Linked DNA regions of Macaca mulatta: region 1 is linked to region 2. The links are chromatin contacts, called in public Hi-C maps. All regions are on one chromosome and are shown on one strand. The core of a region is the stretch at or near the end of the contact, and the rest is flanking DNA. Distances in the headings are between cores, read along the strand shown.

Region 1 (6,802 bases), core at 515-3,014, 140 kb before region 2:
AGCCAGTCTCAGCAACTTCCTTCACACTCAGCCCACCGAGATGTCAGTCCTCAGTGAAGGACTATTCCACATACGTATGTACATGATTATCAAATAAAGGGACTTCATACTCCAACTGCAGGAACGCAAAGGAAGAAAACCAGACAAGTATGAAAGCTGTAGCGTTTAGGAAAATCAAGGAAAAAATTAATCACTGAAACTCTTATCTCCTGCAACGAAAGTTACTTCAAAATTTGATGTAAATGGATTAAATTTCAGCATTTCGCTATACCGAAATTACACAAGATGGGAGTGAAAATAACCAAGAATACATTGGAGTCATTTATCTTCCATTTCCCGTATTTCCCTTAATTACCTACCCAAATGAAAGCACCTAAGAGTTGTTAAAGTATTGAAATACGTCAGTCCTTTCTAAGCACCTACCCAAATGAACGCGCGGAAGAGTAGGTTACAATATTTAATTAAAATACGTCAGTTTCTTTCATAATTCTCTTATTTCTGCGTATCACAAAAAATAGTCTAAGAACAGAGCAAAAATGAACAAGGACAATCCGCCAAGAAAACTGCTTTGAGGAATGTAGTAATCTCAGTCCTCTCAGGTTTACCACGCCAACGTCTTTGGGAGAGCGAAGGCAAAGGAGATGATAAAATGACACTTCCGAATAGCAACAGCTGAGATTACTTTCGCATCCTAGATTCTTTCCACCAGGAGCGCGAGCACGGGGTCTTCTAAACGCTCTTTCCACGATCCCGAGGTCAATTTCAAACGCTGCTCCTAGCCTAAGTCCCGAAGGAGGCTCGCTCGCCCACCCCACCCTGCAAGCATTGCACTTCCCGTTCGCTCTGGCCGGTCAGGAACCCTAACTTGACAGTGACAAACACCGAGAAAAGAGGAAGTGGCTAAAGACCATTTCAAGACATTTTTTAAAGGGAGATCAATGGCCCTGTCTTTCCGGAAAACTTCCATGGGACGTTGCCATCACACCCTCTGAAAGTTTCAGCGAATGACAACGTAGCAAAAGTGAGGTCGACTCCCCTTTAAAAATATATATATATATATATTTTTTTAACCCTCGAAATCCTCTCGCTATCAAAATCGATCCCTCCCCGGTAACAGCGAACGCAAAAGAGCTCCCATCCCAGTGGGGCAGATCTCGTAAGCCAGGCTCGGGGCCGGGTGCGCGCCGGGTCCTCCCTGCCAAGCGGCAGAGGAGGGGCCGGCACCGCGGCGGCCGGAGGACCCGACGAGCGCCTCCCTTACGTCCCTCACCTGGTTTGACTGGTTTGGGTGGCGGCTTCGACATCTCGCTTCCTGGCGCTGCAAATCCTAAAGACCCCGCCGAAAAGCCCACCGCTTGCCCGCCACCTGGCACTCAGGCACCCCAGTTTCTTTTTGTCTGGCTTACAACGGTGCGCCTCCCAGGACCGGCGCCCACCCTTGGCTGCGCAAAGAACGGACGCAGGCAGAGCTGCTCCGCCGTGTGCCCCGCCCCGCCACACGGCCGCCGGAGCCGTCCTAAGCGCCAGCCGGGCCGACGAGGAAGTGGACCCTGCCTGGCCGAACGCTTATTGGCTCCCGGGCTGGCAGCTTCGCCGCAGTGGGAGCGCGGGCGGCGCGCACGGCGGCGGAACGGGCCGGAGCCGAGCGAGGGCGAAGCGGGCGCGCGCCAGTGCCGCGGGCCGCGCGCGCTCCCAATAGGGAAGAGCCGGAGCTGGCCAGGGGCGCGCGGGAGAGGCCACGCTCGCCGTAGCCCCGCCCCGCCCCAACGGGGGCTGGAACCCGGGGCAGAGCTGAGTGGAAAGGGGCTTCAGGTGGCCACCGCTACCTGGCATCCCTCTAATCCAGGAGGATCGTGGAGAAAGAGGTCGTGGGCCTCTCGGGGAGCGAGCTGCGGGTAGCGGCGCACTGGGGACAGGCGCGCGCCTGGCTGTCGCCCTTGCCGCTGTGTTTGGGAGGACTCGAACTGGCGCCAGGTGAGTGCTTACCTGCTCGCCCCTGCCGCGCCGCGCCGCGCCGCCTTGGTGGGGCCTGGAGGTGTTTCCAGAGGGTTTTTGTGCTGGAGCTCGGGACTTGGTTACACCTTGAAAGCCTTGCCTGGACTCTTGCCACCCTCAGAGAACTGATAGGTGGCCTGCCGAGGAGCACGTGGACTCCTGCTCTAGCGCCCTGGCATAATCCTGAAAATGGGAACTCTGCCTCCAAGAGACCGCGCAGCTGGGAGAAGTCGCCAGGGACAGGATTCAGTACTCGATCCTCGCGGGTCGAGATGGTCTCATTGCTCTAGCGTTGGGGTGATGACCTACTGCCCGCCTGTTGCCTGTTATTGTATGGCCTGCTAAGAAGTTTTTTTTTTTTACGTTTTTAATGGCTGAAAAGAAATCAAAAGAAATATAATACTTTGTGACACGTGAAAATTACATGAAATTCCGATTTCAGTGTCCGTGAAAATTACATGAAATTCCGATTTCAGTGTCCGTAAAATTTTACTGGAACACAGTCACGCTCATTTGCATCTGTGTTGTCTGTGGCCGCTTTCGCATTACCCAGCAGGGTTGAGTAGCAGCTGGCAAAGCCCAAAGCATTTCCTATCTGGCACTTGACAGAAAAAGTTTGCCGACCCCTGATCTAGCGGATATTATCTTCGGTGGGAGGAAAGAACTGGAGCACACAAGGAAGCCAATGGCATAAGTTCAAAATAACAGTCAATATTGTAAATTAATTGTGTATTTGGGGAAGGAAAAAACTATTTACACAAGAACCTACATAAATGAAACCAACGGGGGAGGGGCATGAATTGCGTTTTCAAAAACCCCAGCCCTTCACGCCTGTAATCCCAGCACTGTGGGAGGCCAAGGCGGGTGGATCACGAGGTCAAGAGATCGAGACCATCCTGGCCAACATGGTGAAATCTGATCTCTACTAAAAATTCAAAAATTAGCCGGGCGTGGTGGCGGGCGCCTGTAGTCCCAGCTACTCGGGAGGCTGAGGCAGAAGAATCACTTGAACCCGGGAGGCGGAGGTTGCAGTGAGCCGGGATTACACCACTGCACTCCAGCCTGGTGACAGAGCGAGACTGTCTTAGGAAAAAAAACCCAGCCTTGAGGGATTTGTTTACCAAAAGGGAGCAAAGTTTAAACAATAGTAGGAAAAGACTGCCCTATCTCCTGGAAGAAGAGAATCAAAATAGCCGTTCAATAGAATACAGAGTGAGAAGTCCTGGAAACATTTTCCTCTTTTTAAAATATCAGGCTGTCCTGTAGATACATTTGAAGAGCACATTTAGCAGGAACTTTGTCTTTCAGATCATTTGCGTCAGCTGCCCTCTTCGTACAATCTGCTGATTTTGCACATGCAACTTCTGACCGTTCTACTGTTTAGAATCCAAAATGTAAATGTTTAGTAGTGAAATGAATTAAACATAATAAACACATCTGAATTAAAAAAAAACCCAACAACATTTTACTTAGGATTAAAAAAAAGTGTAAAAAATAAAAATTAGTCATTTTAGATTTGCTCTTGGCTATCCTAGTTTGTTCTCCCGCTATGCAAAAGCTCTCTGTTGTTGAGGAAAGCTTTGCACACACCGGGAAAATAAACTACACAGATATTCCATGAGATTGAAGGTGGTGTGGATTCTAGTGATAGATGTGCCCTGAAATGATGACTCTTTGGACACATCACATGATTGACAGTTTGTACGAAGCTTGCATTTGCTTCATGAAGCCTGGCAAATCATAATTGCAAGCTTTTTAAATTTGATGTTTTGTTTTGTTTTTGGTTTCTTGGGAGGCAGTTTTGGGGTTGTTTTTTGTCTGTTTGCTTTGGTTTTTTTTCAAGAGAGGGTCTCGCTCTATCGCCAAGGCTGAAATGCAGTGGCGGGCGCAGTCATGGCTCACTGTAGCCTTGGTGATTTTTTTTTTTTTCTTTTTTTTTTTGAGACGGAGTCTGGCTCAGTCACCCAGGCTGGAGTGCAGTGGTGCGATCTCAGTTCGCTGCAAGCTCCGCTTCCCGGGTTCACGCCATTCTGTTGCCTCAGTCTCCCGAGTAGCTGGGACTACAGGCGCCCGACGCCACGCCCAGCTACCTTTTTTGCATTTTTAGTAGAGACGGGGTTTCACTGTGTTAGCCAGGATGGCCTCGATCTCCTGACCTCGTGATCCGCCCGCTTCGGCCTCCCAAAGTGCTGGGATTACAGGCGTCAGCCACCGCACCCGGCCACCTTGGTGATTTTTAATAGTTCTTATAGAGGGCAACAGGCAATGAAACAGTAGAATATGATGTGGAGGTGGACAGTGCCAGGCCTGAACCTGGAGCTCCCCTAAAGCTGCCCTGTGCATGCACAGTGTTTTTGAAATAAATGACTTCAGGGATTGCTAGGCCCACCCCCACCCACCCTAGTCACTTAGCCCTGTTGCCTCTCTTGTCTCTGCATGTTCCAGTTGCCCACCCTGCCGGTCACATATTTATCTGCTCATTGCTGATAGGGTATGCCCAGCATTCACCCAAACACTGGCTTGGACAGGCCCAGACTGCTAACTAATGTAGAACTGGGAGTTCCTGTTTCAGTTAAAAAACAAAAACAAAACTTACATTTCACTGTATCCAAGAGATTTTATAAGTGAGTTTTTTATGCCATCTCACTCCTGGTTCCTGAATGCAAGTAACCCCCTCAAGCCTATTTCCCGTGCCACAACCATGCTCACTTGTTATTTACATGCCATGTAATTGATGCAACAGTCACACGTGTAAGCACAGATGTGGCAATTAGGACGGGGAACAGTAGTTCTTTCCATTCTGTGTGCACAGCAAATAGTGCCCCATCAATAACACATCAGTAAGAATGACATCAATTATCCATCAGAGCCTGACAATTAAGCTAGCACATATGTAACACCCTTTCTTTGCTGTTAGTAATAAAGTGCTTTTTAGCAGCTTGGAGTGATGGAAAGAAGTCAACTGGTTTAGTTTCATATCTGGCTTTTCCACTTACTGTCTGTGTGACCTTAGGCAAATCGCTCTATTGTCTGAGCCAGTTTCCACTTCTGCAAAATGAAGAGGTAGACCAAGTAATCTCTAAAGCTGTACTTCTCCAAGTTTGAGAATTTATGCTTCAGTGAGCTATCCAAAAATAAGTGAAATGGGGGCAAGGAATGACAAAGTTTTATGAATTTTTATTTGGTCAAGTGAGGATATCACTCTGCAAACAATTTTTGACAACATAATTTTGTAAGAGAAAGAACATTTATCGCCACAAAAGTGAGATTAAAGAGCAGCCTCTCCCTTCCCAAAATAAGGCTAGTTGGCATCATTGCACTGACATACCGAAAAAATAAGAATAGGGTAAAGTAAAATTCAAAAGCAGAAAAATTACAACATAAAAATGTATTTTACAATATTCATTGTATGCAGTCGTTCCCTCGATACATCTTGTAAATTTGGATGGAGATGTGATTCAACAACATAACTCTGGATGAAACTCAAATATCCAACTTGTTCTGCTATTTTATTTTATTTTTTAAGCCAGGGTCTCGCTGTCACCCAGACTGGAGTGTAGCAGCTCAATCTCCACTCACTGCTACCCCCACCTTGCGGGCTCAAGCAATCCTCCCACCTCAGCCTCCGAAGTAGCTGGAACTACAGGAGCACACCACCATGCCTGGCTAATCTTTTGTATTTTTGGTAGAGACAGCGTTTTACCATGTTGCCCAGACTGGTCTCAAACTCCTGAGCTCAAGCAATCCGCCTGCCTTGGCCTCCCAAAGTGCCGGGATTATAGGCATGAGCCACCGTGCCCGGCTGCTATTTTATCACAGTCATTATTGAATTCTTGTCTCACACAGACTTGTTAATGGAATTGGACCCAGTGTTAAGCAATTGTAGTCAATGTGGAATATTCTAGAAAGGTCAAGAAGTCAGGCAACAATAGCCCTTTCCCCACCAGGCTTTTTGTGCATAAACCCTCCCCAGGGAGAGTGTGGACACAGATCATAGGAACTGGAGCATTGCTGGGAGCCTCCAGCTTGACAGGTAGCCACTTGCCCCCGGCTACACAGCCTAGGTCCCTGGCCACCCCCCCGAGCAGATAGGAATGAAGAACAGTGACTGTCAGAGATGACCTTCAGCAGCCACTATTAAGGTTCCCTCCAGCTGCGCTTCACCTTTTCACTTAATGATGAAAAATGGCTCATTGTAATAACCAAGGACTGCTTTAGTGAATCTTAGGGAGGCATGTATGAAACTGCCCTCCATCCACTAGACCAAAGGTCCACAAAACAGCAGCCGGTGGCTTAACCTGGCCCTCTGCCTGAACATTTGCAGTGTCATGTAGAAAGCACTACAGAAATCCAATTAAGGGAAATGATAGCCCAATAAAAGGGAATTTCATTCTTGTCATTAGTAGACCTGTTAAAAAAAATTATGATTATATATTGAATTTCATCACAAAAATTTGTGAAAATATTTTTTCTCTTGTTATATAAGTCCATACATAACAATTTAGATTTTGCCTCTTGACCCACACAGTGTCAAATATTTACCGTCTGGCCTGTTTCCAAAAAAAATGTACCTAGCCAGGCCCAAGAGCTGGGCTTTTGGGTGAAGAAATCTCATCTTTAAATGGCATTAGCTTCATTTTGCCTCTGGTCAGTAGCAACTTTTTTCCTGTCTTATCAGGGGAGAAAGAGGCCAGCCCACAGAGGTCCCTGCCTCACTGATAATGAGTCATACCCAGGTGACTGAATTGTGCAGGTGGAAGGCAACCTGGCTAAGGAGAGAATGAAACTTCATATACCACACTGTGGC
Region 2 (7,339 bases), core at 3,076-5,575:
ATTAAAAAAATTTAAACTACTTCCCCACCCTACGCTGCTGTGAGGCTTCAGTTAGTCTGAAACACACAAGTGTAAAGATAAGCAGAATAAGTTTGAGTGTATTCCTTTTTCAGTAAGAAGAAAAAAAGTTTCCCTTCTTCGTTGCTTTGTTGTAACTAGTGATTTCTGAGTTATTATCCACAAAATTATGGGATATGTAGAACAGGTAGAAGACCCTATTAGGTCAATAAAAAATGCATTTGGATAGGGCAGGGGGAGGGGTGCAAGGTGTTTATGTTTTACATAAAGTGCTACAATGTTAGCTCGAATTAGACTGTGAAAAACTAAAGATGTATATGAACGGTCCTTACGGCAACTACATTATTAATTCAAAGAGGTATAGGTAAGTAAATACCAATAGGTTAACTTAAAAGGAAATTCATAATGATGGGAGGAGGTAGAGTAACAAGAAAAGAAATTTTGAAAGTATTTCAAACTGAAAGATAATAAAAATACAACATACCAAAATTTGTAGGATGTAGCCAAAGCAGTGCTACAGGGAAAGTTACAGCTTTAAATGTTTATTTTAGAAACTAACAAAGACGGCTGGACTCGGTGGCTCACGCTACTTGTAATCCCAGCACTTTGGGAGGCCGAGGTGGGTGGATCACCTGAAGTCAGGAGTTTGAGACCAACCTGGCTAGCATGGTAAAACCCCATCTCTACTAAAAATACAAAAATTGGCCGGGTGCGGTGGCATGCACCTGTAGTCCCAGCTACGCGGGAGGCTGAGGCAGGAGAATCGCTTGAACTTGGGAGGCAGAGGCGGCAGTGAGCCAAGATCGTGCTACTTCACTACAGTCAGAGTGACTGTCTCCAAAAAGAAATTAACAAAGAGTAAAATCAGTGACCTTAGGTGCTATCAGAAGAAGCTAGAGAAAGAAGAGCAAAGTAAATCCAAATGTAGTAGAAGCCAATGAAATGGGAAAAAGAGAAACTAAGAAAATATTCCAACAAATTTGATGAATGAAATGGACAAATTCCTTGAACAAGTGGATCTGGTACTATTTACAACTTACGGTAAACTAATTTCAAATTCTACTTCTGCGGCCTTTAAAAAAGAACCCAGAACAGCAACAAAAACTCAGAAAATGTTATTTAAAAATATTGTCTACAAAAATTATAAAGTGCCTAGGGATAAACTTAACAAAGATACAAGCTCTTTATGGTGAGAAACATAAAACTTTGTTGACAGATATTTTTAAAACTTAAATAGTTATATTCTTGAACAGGAAGTGAGCTTGGTATTGTAAAGATAACAATTCTTCCCAAATTGATCTATAATTTCAATGCAGTTATATATATAACCAAAATTTCAAAAGGGTAACAAAATGTTACAGAGGATGCTATTACGGAAGAACAAAGGGCCAAGTATAGTTGTCACACTCCTGAAGAACAAGATGTCAAAGACTGCTCTCAAAACTTTGATCATCTTGATTGTGCTTATGGTTTCACAGGTGTATGAATGTCAAATTGTACACTTTATATGCAAATTATTGTATGTCATTTAGACCTAGGTAAAGCTGTTTTACAAAAACAAAACAAAAACAAAAATGAAAAAAACCTGGCAAAACAAGCCTGGGCAACATAGTGAGACCTAAAAATAAAAAATTAGCTGGGTGTGGTGGCACAAGCCATGGGCCAAGCTACTTGGGAGGCTGCGGCAGGAGGATTGCTTGACCCAGGAATTTGAAGCTGCAGTAAGCAGTGATCACGCCACTACATTCCAGCCTGAGCGACACAGCAAGACCCCGTCTCAAAAAATGTATTAAGCCGGGCGTGGTGGCTCATGCCTGTAATCCCAACACTTTGTTTGGGAAGCCAGGGCAGGTGGATTGCTTGAATTCAGGACTTTGAGACTAGTCTGGGCAACATGGCAAAACCCTGGCTCTACAAAAAAATTTTAAAAATTAGCTGGGTGTGGTGATGTACACCTGTAGTCTCAGCTACTCAGGTGGCTGAGGTGGGAGGATTGCTTGCCCCTGGGAGGTCAGGGCTGCAGTGAGCTGTAATCATATCACTGCTCTCCAGCTGGGGCAACAGAGCAAGCCCTGTCTCCAAAAAAAAAAAAAAAAAAAGTCATTTAACAATATACATACAGATGGAGAAGTTAAAAAGCAAAGGAATGATTAACTCAGCATTCAAAACAGTAATTACTGGGAGTGAGGAAACGGAAGGGTATGTGCCAGTGGGGAAGGGGTGCATAGGCAGCTTGTCATGTTCTAGTACAGGTAGTATTCTATTTCTGAAACAGAATGCTGTGTGTCTTACTATCACTCTTTTAACTACATGTGTATTTTATACAGCCTTTTGCATATATGATAAATTTCACAATTTTGAAAAAATGAGCGTCTGTAAAGAGGAACACAAAAGAATCAACCATTAGCTAAACTATACTCATTATTTTGGGGCCCTCAAAACCTTTCAAACAGCACCTGATGGCTACAATTAAGATCTTTCCTGCTCATTTAAAAATGGCAAAACTCTTCCTCTGTTTGAGACAGACGGGTTTTCAATTTATTTTTTTCTGGAGACAGGGTCTCACACTGTCACCCAGGCTGGATTGCAGTGGTGCAATCTTGGCCTCTGCCTCCAGGGTTCAAGCGATCCTCCCACCTCAGCCTCCCCAGGACTACAGGTGCAAGGCACCACCTCTGGCTAATTTTTGTATTTTTTGTAGAGATGGGGTTTCACCATGTTGGCCAGGCTGGTATGGAACTCCTGGGCTCAGGTGATCTGCACACCTCGTCTTCCCAAAAGTGCTGGGATTACAGGCGTGAGCCACTGCACCCAACTGGTTATCAATTTCAAACAAGAAAAGTAAAAACCAAACAGAAAAGCTATTGCTTACTACCCTAAGTTGGTACATTTCTGTGCTTAATTACTAAATAATTAACTTGTCCTCTCACAACCACCTTGAGGTGCAGAGGTACAGGGTAATTAGTACTGAGATAGTACCTAGCACTAAAATAGAATTATCTTCCTTGCACACTTTTTCTACAGAGGATGATAGTTTTTCCCTTCAAAGCACTGGTAACAGTCTTATTTTCTTCTTTCCATTTTTGCTTACTTGGTTACTGTCTTTATCAAACTATTAAAATAGTAAATACTACCAGATGCGGTGGCTCACACCTGTAAACCCAGCACTTTGGGAGGCCCAGACAGGAGGATCGCTTGAACTCAGTGGGGCCTGGCTGCAGTGAGCCGTGATGGCACCACTGCACTTCCACCTAGGTGGCCGAGAGAGACCCTGTACCAAAAAAAAATAAAAACAATAGTAAATATACTGCAGTTGTCTCCACCTCACTTCACCTGACAACACTGTTTTGCTGTAATGGCCTTGGAATCTTGATCTGACCACCACCCAGAGTAAGCAGGGAACTCAGGTTTCCAACATAATTTAAGAGCCCAACAATTGTAGGTTTCACTTGGAAAGGACAGCTGTGCTTCAGGCTTGGTTCTTGCCAACTACTCAGCTATTTTGGATGAGCTGCACATCTTGTCTGTAACTTCCTCCCTAAGTTTTTAATCAAGAGATCTTCCAGGAATGTGGTGCCTGCTTCACCGTCCACAGCAGCTGCGCAAAACATACACTTCGATTTGTGTGTGTGTTTTGTATACTAGCTTTAACTACTTCCCTCAGCACAGACTCCCTTCAGTCGTTTGTTTTGAATAACAATCTATTGTGAAGCCTCTTAAACGTTAGTTTACTTAAAGTTTGTATTATCCTTTCTTTCCTTTTTTTTTTTTATTTTTGATACAGAGTCTCACTCTGTTGCCCAGGCTGGAGTGTCGCGGTGCGATCTCTGGCTCACTACAGCCTCCACCTCCCAGGCTCAAGTGAATCTTCCTCCTCGGCCTCCCGAGTAGCCGGGACCATAGGGAGGGGCAGGCCAACAAACCTGGCCTATTTTTGTATTTTTTGTAGAGACGAGGTCTTGCTATGTTGCCCAGGATAGTCTGGAACTCTATTATATCTTTGCCTTACTCTCATGGAGACGCCCCCGTGGTCACTGACTGGAGGAAGGAAATACACATTTTAAAGGCCTTAAATTTCCTATAGGAGGGTCTAGAACGTACCGTGCTATACCGAACTTAGTAGTGAGACCACCGCCACACCCCTGAGGAAACAAGGTCACGCCCCTCTGCGGGCCGCTCGATCTGGTCTTTAATTAATCCCGCCGCCGCCTTCCCGCCTACCCCCGGGCGCGCACTTCCGGTCGCGAGGGCGCTCGGGAGCGCGCCCCGCGAGCCTCCACCAACCAGCGGCTCCGCCTGGCCAGACAGAGTGCGCGCGCGCACGTTGTGCGCAGGTTCGAATCTCCGCCGCTTCGCGGTTGCTTCTCAACGTCCGGGCCGCATCTCGGCGGCGGCGAGGGCTGAGCTCTGGAGCTGCCTCCGAGCCGGAGCCCCAGCCCTAGCTCGTGCGCTAGCCGCCCCGCCCCACCCCCTCCAGCGTCCTGCCGCCTCCTCGCCCGACTTCGGCCTATCCCTTTCTCACGCGCTTAGTCTTCGCTCTTCGCCCCCGCAGCTATCAGCACTCGGTCTCCCGCGCCTGGCGGGCTCCGCCCGAGCCTCTGGGCCCATGGCCAAGCGGCGTGCGGCCGAGCCGGTGACGTTCCACGTGCCTTGGAAGCGGCTCCTGCTCTGCGACTTCGCTGAGCAGCCGCCGCCACCGCCTCTCTGGATCCGGCCGCCCGGGGTCGCGCATACTGGGCAGCCCCTCGGCGTCCCCGGGCAGCACCGAAAGCGCAAAATCGACGCAGGGACCATGGCAGAGCCCTCGGCTTCGCCCAGCAAGCGCCGTGACAGCGGGGACAACAGCGCCCCGAGCGGACAGGAGCGTGAGGACCACAGCCTGGAGACAGGCGATCCGCCGCTGCTGCCGCCGCCGCCCGTGGGGCCGGGGGAGGAGCTCCCGGGCGCCCGGCCCCCGGGGGGCGGTGGCGACGACGGGGCGGGGCGCGCAGGACCCCTGCGGGGAGACTGGGGGGTCGCATCGCGCCAGGTAGGGGCTGGGGGCGGGTGGGCTGAGGGGCGAAGGGGCTTGCCTTTTCCCCTTACACACAGAGCGTCCCAGGTCCCACTCATGACTTGTGTAGGTTAAGACGCCTGAGGAGGGGGAAGGAAGGGGTCACCGCTCCGGGAGAGGATGCCGACTGCCAGAAGACACCCCGAGAGTCCGATGGGCAGAAAGCACCGGGCTGGGCGAGGGGGAAACAGACCGTGGTCTGGAGCGGTAGAAGTGGCCTTACGGCGTCAGCGCCGCGCTCTGTAAAAGGAAAATGGGACCGTGGGTTGTGGCAGGCTGTGAGCACTGTGAGGACGCTGACCGTGAAGGGATAGGTTCAGTCCAACGACAAACGACAGACAAGAGGTGTAGAGGGCCTTCCTGGGTTTAACGATGATTAGTCTAGAATTCGGGATAGAATTCTTTTTCTAGAGGGAGACCAGTGTGGTAGCCGTCGATTAATTGGACGTCCTGGAAGCTGGTTGGACAGCTTCTGGAGAAAAGGATGGACCACCATACCTTGGGCAAAGCTTTGTTTTAACTCATAATGTTAAATCTGATCCTAGGCAAAAGTAACGTTGAAAATTAATTTGGGGGTGGGGCGTGGTGTCTCACGCCTGTAATCCCAGGACTTTGGGAGGCCATGGCGGCTGGATCACCTGAGGTCGGGAGTTTGAGACCAGCCTGGCCAATAGGGTGAAACTCTGTCTCTATTAAAATACAAAAATTAGATGAGTGTGATGGTGCACACCAGTAATCGCAGCTACTCGGGAGGATGAGGCACAAGAATCATTTTAACCAGGGAGATGGAGGTTGTAGTGAGCTGAGATTGGGCCACTGCACTCCAGCCTGGGCAACAGAGTGAGACTCTGTCTCAAAAACCAAAAAAAAAAAAAGACAATTAATTTGGGACTTAAGGCATATATGAAAATCATTGGGGGGTTCCTATTCAAGACATGAGCCTGCCTCATCTCTGCACCTAAGAATCCTGAGAAGATCTAGGCATGCCTCTATTTGCCTAGATCTCTGCTGCCCAGCCGCTAGCCAGTAAGAACACTTGAAACGTGACTAGTCCAAATGGGAATGTGCTCTAAGTTTAAAATATGCACGAAATTTCGTGGATTTAATAAGAAATAAAGATAAAATAGCTCAAAATTTTATATTGATTACACATGAAATAACTTGGCTATATTGAAGAAAATATATTTAATACCAGAAGTTTCTTTTACTTTTTAAATACCGCTACTAGAAAATTTTAAATTATGTTTTTAGAGCATTATATATTTATTGGACAGCTTTGGTCTAGACTTAGGAATTCATACTGCTTTTTCACAGTCCTGCAATGACTTACCAGAGGACTTGGAAGATGAAGAACCAAATACAGGTTTCTCAGAATTCACCACATTCTCTTCAGCTATCTAATAGCATCCACCCAACGTTCTTCTGTTTTCTTAAGTATCTTATGTCAGGGTTTTCAAATGCCTTTCCAAAAAAAAAAAAAAAGAAATGAAATTTCTTAGGCATGACTTGTTCATGTGAAAAATTCAATAAAATAACGAGAGTTTTATAGTTGGGAAAGACTTTTTTTTTTTTTTTCCCTATGATTGAAACATGACCCTTATTTAAACTTTTTTTTCAGATTGCTCTCAGATATTCAAAATCAACTAAAAACTGATGGATCATCTTCTAAACCTAATGGATAAGGAGATTAGGGACTGTGTAGTTTGAAAACTTTTTGAAAGCTCTTCACACCATTTTAGTACTCCACTCATGCATAGGCTTGTCACCTACCAGAATGCACTGTCTATGGTATGCCACACAGTTGATAAGAGGGAAATATGGAAATGACAGTAGGCAAAGAGTAAGAGTACTCTAGTAGCCTGAAACGTGATGCTTACTTAGAGTCTTAGACTCAACTGTCTTTTCCCCTGCAGCAGTGACTAGATCTGGCACCTCTGTACTTCTATAGTCGCTGCAAGCACATGACAGGGAAAAAGGTTGGCTCCAGCGGTTCTTTCTTCACCAAGACTAGTCCCCTTGTTCTCTTTGTTGTTTTTAAAAAAAGAGTCTTGGGGTCTCGCTCCCATGCCCAGGCTGGAGTGCAGTGGCACCATCCCGGCTCACTGCAACCTTAGCCTCCTGAGTAGTTGGGACTACAGTGCATGATACCACGCTGGACTAATTTTTTTTTTTTTTTTTTTGGTAGAGATGGGGTTTCGCCATCTTACCCAGGCTGGGCTCAAGTGATCCTCCCGCCTCTGCCTACCACATTGTTGGAATTACAGGCGC

The links. A called contact is a pair of places that touch in the nucleus more often than the background predicts.
Region 1: a contact with region 2 is called in a Hi-C map of fetal cortex germinal zone, with 2.1 times the contacts expected there. The contact joins the promoter of NMRK1 here to the promoter of C15H9orf40 in region 2. A contact is called at or near these places in 2 of 14 Hi-C or Micro-C datasets (CD4 T cells and fetal cortex germinal zone).

What each region holds. Positions count from the first base shown.
Region 1 is chr15:106,114,131-106,120,932 of T2T-MMU8v2.0, reverse strand. It overlaps NMRK1 (nicotinamide riboside kinase 1), which reads left to right and starts at 1,764. Exons shown (of 8, transcript NM_001261283.1): 1 at 1,764-1,974. OSTF1 (osteoclast stimulating factor 1) reads right to left here and starts at 1,483. Exons shown (of 10, transcript XM_015117913.3): 1 at 1,271-1,483. The coding sequence starts at 1,304.
Region 2 is chr15:105,978,917-105,986,255 of T2T-MMU8v2.0, reverse strand. It overlaps C15H9orf40 (chromosome 15 C9orf40 homolog), which reads left to right and starts at 4,325. Exons shown (of 2, transcript XM_001098902.5): 1 at 4,325-5,047. The coding sequence starts at 4,625.